3 separate regions of the Mus musculus genome follow, and regions 1 and 2 are each linked to region 3. The links are chromatin contacts, called in public Hi-C and HiChIP or PLAC-seq maps. All regions are on one chromosome and are shown on one strand. Each heading gives the region's core, a stretch centred on a gene start, on an enhancer-like site or on the middle of the called end of the contact. The rest is flanking DNA. Distances are from core to core; before and after follow the strand shown.

Region 1 (3,080 bases), core at 152-2,651, 590 kb before region 3:
AGTGCAGAATTCACAAGATCCAGTCCCTTGTCCTTAAAAGGTAGGCAACAAGCACTGCAATTTTGGACAAAGAAAGTAAAGTTTCAGCTTTGTAGAGATTGCAATTATATTTCACTCTGTCATGTCCGCATAGTGATCCATTTAAAACTATGCTGTGATGACGATACTTGTGTTTGAGGAACAAACATTTGCCAGAAAGCCCTAAAGGACTTTTAATGATAGGCAAAATATATAAAAATAGCAAATAAAACATTCTTAAGGAAACTGTAACATTTTAAAGGTCTCTTTTGGTTTTTTGACAAATAGTCTTAAATGAATTTATATTAATACTGACATCACTTGATTCGCTGTCCTTTGCTTTTTAGAATGTTTTCCCATATGTCATTCTCTTTCAAATGTTCTCAGACAGGAGCACTGATACTCCTGGAGGGCATTTGGAAATGTGTGCAGAGTTTTGCTTGTCAGGAGTGGCATGGGGTGGGTGCTGCCTGTAGTGGGCAGAGGCCGGGGATGACAGGACAGCCACAGGGCACAGAGCAACCAAAGCAAGGTTGACACATTCCTTCCCTCCTCTTGACCCCAGTACTTACCTCAGTACCTGTGATAGAGATGCAGTGACATGCTGAGTGACCACAGGGGACAGAGCTGGAATCCAGACCCAGTTCTTATGAACTCCACTCCACTGTTTTTTCTGTTCTCTTGGTCTTCTGCTTTGTTTCTCTGTTTTGTTTTGGTTGGTTGTTTCTTACATAAAATCAGCATTTCATAGCAGTCTGTGATACAGTCAGTGCATGCTATTTATCAGACTGTAGTGGTAGACTGCTGTGAGCCCCGTTATGCTAACAGAAGATGTTTAGGAAAAATACTGGATTACACACTCCTGAAATCGCTCTAGGTCTAGAGTGCTTACCTTGTATAGATGATAAATAGAGAAGTAGTTTTTGTTACCTGAACTGGAAGGCTTGAGAGAATTTCATTTCCAAACAAAGCAATATTACTATCCAGTGGTTCTCCACCTGTGGCCATGACACCCACAGGGGTTGCATATCAGATATCCTACATATCAGATATTTACAGTATGATTCATAACAGTAGCAAAATTACAGTTATCATGTAGCAAGAAAATAACCGTATGGAGAAACGGTATTGGAGGGTCACAGCATTAGAAAGGTTGTGGAACACTGATCCAGGAGATGCTCCAGGGGATTTGCCACTCAGGGCTGCTTTAAATTATGAGAGAAGCACTCCTTGTACCGCAATTAGACCTGGACAAGCTCATATTTTCACCAGTGCAACAGGAAAAGAATTGAGCAAGATTCTCCGATTCCCGACTCTAGTGCAGCTGTTACAATAGGTGCTTTGATCAGTACTGATTCTCAACCAACCCTTCCCTTCCCAAACCTGCCCTGGCAGCTAAAGTGTGTTTGAGGCTACATACTCAGTACCCAGCTTCTCTCAGAGACAAGAAAACATCCTCATTTTTGTGGAGGAAAAGATTTATTGATTAAACAGACAAAGGGAGCTTAGTCTATACACAGTTTTGTAACCGTTTCCCCCTCCTAATTAATATATTACTAAAATAAAATTTCCCGTGTCACTGTTTGGTAAAGTTGTTGTTGTACAGTACAGATAAAATTTACTATTTAACAACTATTGAAGTGTTTACTTTGGCAGCAGAAGTATGCTCCCATTTTTGTGCAACTGTTGCCATTACCAATCTCCAGAAGTCTGTCACTGTCCAGTAGGACTTTGTACCTAGGAATAATGTGTCCTCATGCTCTAGCTGAGCCCTGGGTAGCAGAGGTCCTGCTTCCTGATTTTCTTGAGCTCACTACAGTCAGTATCTTCCATGAGTGAGTCATATGATATTTGTCATCTTATTCTCTGGTTTATTTTCATTACAGTTAGGTTTTCAGCATTCCTAGTGATGCATTTATCAGAATTTCACTTCTTTTGAAATCTTATAGTGGATGACACATTGTCTGTTCATTCATTTGTTGATGATCACTTCTATGCTCTGACTCGTATGAACAATAGTGTGTGAACACTGATATACAAATTATCTTTTCAGGACTTTGGGTTTTTAAATATACACTTAGAAATGTCTGGATCACAGGGTAATTCTTTTGATTATGTTTTTGAGGTACTAATATATTATTTGCCGCATGACTGCATTATTTTACATCCTCACTCACTGTACAAGGGGTCTATTTTCTCTACACCTTTGCCGACCCTTATTTTCTGATACTTTGATAATTGCCATCATGACATATGTGGAACAATCTCTAATTGTGGCTTTTTGGCTCTTGTTTGTTTGTCTTGGTTTGGTTTGGTTTGGTTTGGTACTATTTCCTTGGTGAATAGTGATGCTGGCCATCTTTTTATGTACTCATTGGCTATTCATATATCTTTTTTTTCTTTTGAGAAATGACTATATGCCTAGTCCATTTTTAACTGGGCTTTTGAGGGAAAGTTTTTAGAGGGCTTTATAAATTATGCATATTAACATTCCTTATTGACTATGTAATTGACAAATATTTTCTCAAATTCTGTGGTTTGTCTTTTTAATCTCTTGGTGGCTTACCTTGGCATAGATATACATACATACATACATACATACATACATACATGTGTGTGTGTGTGTGTGTGTGTGTGTGTGTGTGTGGCCTTAAATGTGCTAAAGCCAAAATACCACTTTTTTCTTTTGTTGCTAGTACTTAGATGCTATGTCTGTGGAAATCATTGTCAGTCCTGTTTTGTGAAACGTTTTTTAAAATTTTTCTTCTAAAAACAGAAGTTCTATGGAATTTAAACTCATTTTCATGTGGATGTCCACAGTTTTCTTAGTATTCTTTGCTTAAACGGCTGATTTCCACATTGAATGGGTTTGGTAATCTTATTAATAAGCATTTGGTATTGAAATGAAGTTTAATTTCTGAGCTTGCCATTCTGCTGTAGCCTTTAGTGTCTGCCACTGGTGCTGGTTCTAGAGCCTCCTGATATGTTATAGCTTGTACTGAGTCTTTCAAGATTGCCTTGACTTACTCCTGGTCCACATTGCTATTTTTGATGAGTATAAA
Region 2 (3,165 bases), core at 353-2,852, 680 kb before region 3:
AGAAAGAAAAGGTTACGTGGGCTGTCCAGTGTTCAGTTGGAGTACCTGGGCATTGATAGTGAGTGGTAAGCCTGTGGACCAGGCCCCCTGGGAAAGACTGGGGGCCTGTGCTTCTGCCCTGATGCTACATGGTTAGAACCTGAGTGAGGAATCTTAACAGAGAAATTGAGTTGGAGTTGATGAAGCGCTAGTGTTCTAAGTGTGTTTCTGGACCAGAAGTATCAGCTCCTACTCTAATTGTGGTATTTCTGTTATCTGTTATGAGGGCTAAAAATGATGCATATAATGTGTTTAGCACAGTGCTAGGTAACCATCATACTAAATACTACTGGGCATTGCCAGTAATAGTCACCACTGTAATATTAATCATTGTGATTCATATTTTTCTGCCAGGGTGTTTCATGAAGTAACTTATTTTGAAATTCCTTTCAAAGATACCTGAGTTCTGATTATTAGGAAAATCTTATAGCTGGTCTGTTGATCTTTATTGTGTATCTGGTGAAGGAAAGGTGTAAGCAGGGTTTGCAGGTGTTTCTTAGAACGGTCCAAGATTGTGAAGGTACTGTTCTCAGTCTGCTGTGGTAGACGATTGTTAACCACAGTGATGGAGTTGTACACAAGTGTTTGCTGGAGTCACCAGCGCCATTTGATGAGTCTCTCCAGACCCCTGTTTCTTCAGCTCAAAGCACAGTTGTTCTTTTCCATGTAGAATCTCCTTTTTGTTTTTTTATGGTTAAATAAGGATCATGGTTATCCACCAAAGGAAGGCCAGCAGGGCCCTAGACACTAGGCCCAGGCTGCTGTGCCTGAGCCAGCCCCAGCTTTTCCACCTCTGCTGGCTGCCTTCTTTGCTTCCTCTTTAAGCCCAGCTCTCAAAGTGAAAAGCAGTTTAGTCTGTGTTTAGAAGCTGCTGATTCAGAGCAGTGGGTGCTTTCTGAGATGACACTGCTGCTGTGCCCTTGCCCAGACTTGCTTTGGCTTCTTGTTGGCACCTGTCTTCAGGCCTGGATGCCTTTACCTTTGCTTTCCTCCAGGAAGCTGTGGGTTTAGGTATGTCCACTGTGGGAAGGGGTGTGCTCCACAGGGGTGCGGCCCCTTACCTGCATGCCTTTCACTGTCTTTGGACAAGAGTGGAGTGGCTCACTTGAAGCCAACTATTCAGATGCAGAGCTGTCCCACTGGGAGTAGGTACATCTTCCTATGGAAGTGCTGCCTTCTTTGAAGGCCTTTAGCCAGGTCCCTGTCCCGCCTAGGCTCAGACACCAGTGGGGAGGGGTGAGGGATGGGGGCACTGGGTTCCTGTACAGGTTACCTCAGGAAAAATGGCAATGCAAGCACATACTCCTCATGTTGCTTTTCAAGGATGAGACGAGAATCTCTGCAGAGTAGGTCAAGAAACTCAAGAGCTGCCCGGAGAATGTATGCAGAGGCAATAAAAAGTGCATTGGCCTGGTGTAATTTTAGTTAAGGCTCTTCTGAAGGAAGTCGCAAATCTTCACAAACTTAAATGGAACTGGGAAAAGGTACTTTATGATTTGGGAGTGTGAGTGACTCAGAGTGAATTGACAAAGTATTGTTGAGCTTGTAAGGTCTGGGAACAGCTTTTTGGCTGCCAGTGACTCCACTCCAAGGCAGCTCCCCTGTGGGCCTGTCCTGGAGGGTTGTAGTCTCTGTATTTCTCTGCTGGTCTCGGTCTTCTCCTGCCTCCTCAGTGCACTTTGTAGGACACAGTGACCCATCCCCCAGTGACATATCCTGCAAGGGTGCTGTGCAACTGCCAACTTTTGGAAGCTAGTTGAACAGGTGTAGAGATTGGCTTCATCAACTGTGCTTCAGGGGCACTGTCCTTCATACTTATGAGTCACCATTGCCCACCCTCATGCATGGCAGTTGTCCAAAAACAAGGCTTAGATTCCTCCAGAGGTTAGATAGTACCAGCCTCTAGTTTAGAGACCTGAAAAGTTTGCTTTTTTTTTTTGCTATCTCCATACACTTACATTCTTGCAGATCATACTAAGTGTTTGTGGAGAGGCCTCAATGACGTTTAACAGTTAGTTGTAATAAATCTTATCTGTGAGAAGTTCTCTGGGTTCCTAGGGTTGAGGCCAGTCATGATTGCTTTCCATGCAGTTTACAGCTGGTTTTATTATTGGTGTGAAAGTTCAGCCGTGTTAGTGTTATTCATAACCCTCAGTGTGTATGTATTGTGGTGATTAAACATAATATTGCAGAAGAATATCAAAGAACATGTCATTCTAGTAAAATTTCTGGATTTCTACTCTGTAGGTGACATTATGGGTCAGGACAGTCTTCAGTAGTGTGAATCTTGTCTTACATCTTAAATTTTGAAGCACTGACTGTACTCCAGAGAGTCATTAGTCATCCATGAGTCTGCATCTTTGTTTCTGACTCAGCACTCTGCAGACTTCCTGCAGCATAGGAAACAACTGACCGTGTGCTGTAGCCTTAGCAGTGTTAATGGTCACTGGTGAGCACTGCTAGCTCCCAGCTGCTCAGCATTTCCAAAAGGGATGAAATGCTTACTGTTTTCAAGGCTGGCCCAGGGCATCAGGTGCTGGGACAGCAGTTCTGATGCTGCTTGCATGGCTTTCACTTCCCACAACGACTGACTCTCCATCTGCCGTGACACTGCGTTCCTCAGCCTCTGCCCCCTCCTTGGGTTGGTGACTAGAATGTTTATTTTTAGGAAAAGTTAAAATTATCCATAGAAGGGTGTGTTCTGTAAAATTTACATTAATCAGCCTTGCACAGCAGGAATCATGGGAAGAGTATGTATGTGAAGATTTTTAACAAAAACCTTTTATGGAAAATTTCACAAAACAGAAGAATGCGATGAACATTAATATACCCGTCATCCATTTTAACATTGTGGGGAGTTTTAAATTAAGTTTTAGTCAATCTGAATACTGATCTTAAAAAGTGCTACATAACACTAACACCCATGTGTTTAATCTGCATTTTCCAGCTTTTAAGACTATTAGCACTTTTCCTTATAATGCCAAAATGTCTTATCTCCTTCCTTCAGTTTAAATTCTAAGACATGTACTACTCGTCTTAAGAGCTGGGATTATATTGGATTTCAGAAAACAGACAAAACCTATCTGCACATATATACCTGTGTGTATGTACATGTCTGTGCATATA
Region 3 (2,964 bases), core at 389-2,888:
AATATGGAGGCAGGAAATAAGGAGATTATGTCAAGGTTGACTACAGTTTTTCAGTCTGACTAACTGAATGGGATGTGATGTTATTCATAGAGATAGGTAACATTAAGCCATTTTTTAATTCTATGAGAAGAAATTCATATTTACCTCCACTAGGTGAATTTGAAGCAATTATGTGATAACCTGTGTCACATGAGCCATCTACCTCTCTTGTCAAGAGACCTGGGTCCTTGGAGACACAAGTTTGTACATGGTTTGATATGGTTAGAAAGTAACTTGAGCTGTAACAACAGATGAGATCATCTAGCACCGACTCTGTACAATGGAGGATTCTAACCTTTCGAGGTTGGCTGCAGGAAGATGCCCCAGCACAATGAAAAGGAGTGGCAAGCAGAAAAAGGAGTAGGCCCGCAGGATTTATTGTCATCAAAGCCTGAAAGAGAAGAGTTCATGTAGGAGGCAAGTCATGGCTAATAGCCTTCGAACAAAACCATACAGCAATTTCTAGAGACGACTAAGTGTTGGCTGTATCCTTGCTCAGTAGCAGCTCCTTTTGGGCTGGATTGGTGAACGGAAACGGAGATGGAGAAGATGCTATGGATCTCTTGCTCTTTTCCCTTTGACTGCTGTGTTCATATCCCTAAGAATGATCGTTATGAGTAACTGTACCTCAAAAGAGTTTTATTGTTTTGTTGTGGGATTATTTTTTTAATGTTTTTACCACACTCAGTCTAAGCACTAAGAAAATATTCCCAGAACTAGCCCTCAAATAATGGCTGTCAGGGATTTGACAACTGAATATCCCAGATGCTTGGCTCTCAGCCGACAGAACAAAATTTAGGATCTTACATCAGAGGGATGGACTTGTTTGCTAATAGACTTCTCACGAACTTTCTGCTCGTCCCTAGCACAGGTCCCTTAGCATTTTACAGAATCCCTTAGAACAGTCACCCACCTTTGTGTCCTTGCCTCAGCGGCTGCTTCTGGGTAACAAGAAATATATAAAAGCTTAGGTAATGTGAGGCAATAAATGTGCATTTAAAGAGGATTAGATAACGAGGGGTATCAGGAGGAGAGCAGCGTTATGAAATTATGAAATATACTGGAGCTCTGTTCATGCTAATGGAAGATTTAGGAGAGTGAAAAGAAAAAAGATTTTTTTAAATAGAAATCTTATTTATGTAATTTTCAGAGCTGTTGGTTAAAAGGAAAATAAATAATAAAAATGAGGGAAATATAGTAGGGTTTACAGTAGAATACTCAGAAAGTTACTTTCTGGATGTAACAGAAAGAGCAAAAGTTTTTTTTTGTTTTTCTTAAAAAGAATGAAGCAGGCTCCATAGATCCTGGACTTTAGTACACAGAGGAATTCCCAACATCTCTAGAATCCACTTAGTTACTGCATGACATATTTTCCCTCCAGATGCACAGGCTGAAGAGTCGGCTGTTGGTCGAATACACTTGTATTCTTTTCTCAGCAATTATTTTAAGGAATGCATTTGAATAAAATGCACTTTTGGCATCATTTTTCAGAATGGGCGATGATTTATGCTTTTCTTGCAGGGACAAGATGGCTCTGGGCATGAGTCATGACTGTGCTGGGAAGGTTCCGATGGGAACCTTGTTCCTGCGGGCTGATCCCTACCTTACATGGACTTGAGGCTGTGCATGGCTTTTATTAACTTGAGGATTTTGCTTGTAGAGGCTTGGGATTCATCTTTTCCTTCACAACACAAGCCCTGCTCGTGGTTCACACGCACCTGATTCAGAATCTGTGCTTGGGTCTCTGAGTGGCTTGGGAATAGTAATTTGGGAAGTCTCTGATTCTTTGTCAGCTAAAATGAGATGATGCATTCCCTGGTGGAGCTGGGAAATAGGCTAGTCCTCTGTGGGGGAGTCGATTAAAATGGCAGACAAAGTTCTGATTCTGTGGGACAGTTTTAGTATAAATAAAATTTGTTCATGGGCCAAGAAAGCTACAAACTGCAACACTGATCTCTGCTTCTTCTCGATTCAAAAATGTACTGTTTTACATACCGTCTTCAGATATGAGGTTTTCTTGGGGAAAAAAAATATCCTGACCCAGAGCAGATGTTCTTGGGGGCGGAGGGAAGAACCACTGAAGTCTTTCATGGGTCAAGGTGATTGAACTGTAAGACTGATACTTGAAATTTTCCAGGTTAAAATTATTCCTGTCACTGTTCTTGGCTCTGGTTTTCAAAATGTATTTTACAGCATTGCTTGTAAGGTGTTACCATGCATACGAATCACCTGGGGGTTTTGTTACACTGAATGTAGATTCCTCTTCAGTAGTTTGAGGCTGAACTTGATGCTGATTGTGTGTGTGTGTGTGTGTGTGTGTGTGTGTGTGTGTGTGTGTGTGTGTGACCAGGAGGTGCAGAAGCTTGTCGCCTAAGATGCTATCTAAGAGAGACATTCTCTGGGCCTTTATGCTTAAGTAAAACATAATTTTAAATTACATCTGCATTTTATCTTCCCATTTGAAATCCTACTGGTGAATGAGTTGACAATCCTGGAAGGCTTTGTATGATGGAAGCTGGTTTAATATGAAAAGGTCATACAATATGCCATCCCTTAAAGCCTGGGAATTTTGATTTCTCATGAGTGAACAGGACAATGTTTTGTGTCCAGTCAAAAAGCGATTCACATATTTAAGCAGACATAAGAAGTGTTTTGGAAGCATATTTGACCCTCTTTATAGTGATTCTAGCAACCCAGAATGTCTCACATTTTCCAGATGACCAGGATTCTAAGTAGAATGCTCAACAGTCCTGTTAGGACAGTACCTCCACCAGGCTCTTCTATATTCCAAACATACTGCGAACATCAATTGGATCTAAACTTACTTAGTAGTTTAGCCATAACTGGGCTTCCATTAAAAGTGGCATGTATGGAAGCACTGCAGGGGAATATGGCCCAAACACATTGTGTGAAATTCTTAAAGAA

What was found. A called contact is a pair of places that touch in the nucleus more often than the background predicts. HiChIP or PLAC-seq counts read pairs in DNA pulled down with a chosen protein or histone mark.
Region 1: a Hi-C map of adipose-derived mesenchymal stem cells shows a contact between it and region 3, with 2.7 times the contacts expected there. The contact joins two enhancer-like sites. A contact is called at or near these places in 1 of 484 Hi-C or Micro-C datasets (adipose-derived mesenchymal stem cells) and 1 of 115 datasets of contacts at active chromatin or transcription factors (fibro-adipogenic progenitors).
Region 2: a contact with region 3 is called in an H3K27ac HiChIP or PLAC-seq map of embryonic fibroblasts, with 6 times the contacts expected there. The contact joins two enhancer-like sites. A contact is called at or near these places in 2 of 115 datasets of contacts at active chromatin or transcription factors (embryonic fibroblasts and fibro-adipogenic progenitors).

Annotation. Positions count from the first base shown.
Region 1 is chr2:137,005,015-137,008,094 of GRCm38.p6, forward strand. Slx4ip (SLX4 interacting protein) reads left to right here. Exons shown (of 8, transcript NM_028834.3): 4 at 1-40. Among named protein-coding and RNA genes, the nearest start is that of Jag1, 110 kb to the right of the region's middle. Within about 2 kb of position 1,402, at least 26 of the 459 cell types and tissues checked have an H3K27ac peak or open chromatin away from gene starts, as enhancers often do. A contact at or near this core is called in adipose-derived mesenchymal stem cells, where this site is marked.
Region 2 is chr2:136,918,674-136,921,838 of GRCm38.p6, forward strand. The region is part of intron 2 of Slx4ip (SLX4 interacting protein); the gene reads left to right. Among named protein-coding and RNA genes, the nearest start is that of Slx4ip, 28 kb to the left of the region's middle. Within about 2 kb of position 1,603, at least 154 of the 459 cell types and tissues checked have an H3K27ac peak or open chromatin away from gene starts, as enhancers often do. A contact at or near this core is called in embryonic fibroblasts, where this site is marked.
Region 3 is chr2:137,596,738-137,599,701 of GRCm38.p6, forward strand. No RefSeq gene overlaps it. Among named protein-coding and RNA genes, the nearest start is that of Gm14064, 65 kb to the right of the region's middle. Within about 2 kb of position 1,639, at least 26 of the 459 cell types and tissues checked have an H3K27ac peak or open chromatin away from gene starts, as enhancers often do. A contact at or near this core is called in adipose-derived mesenchymal stem cells and embryonic fibroblasts, where this site is marked.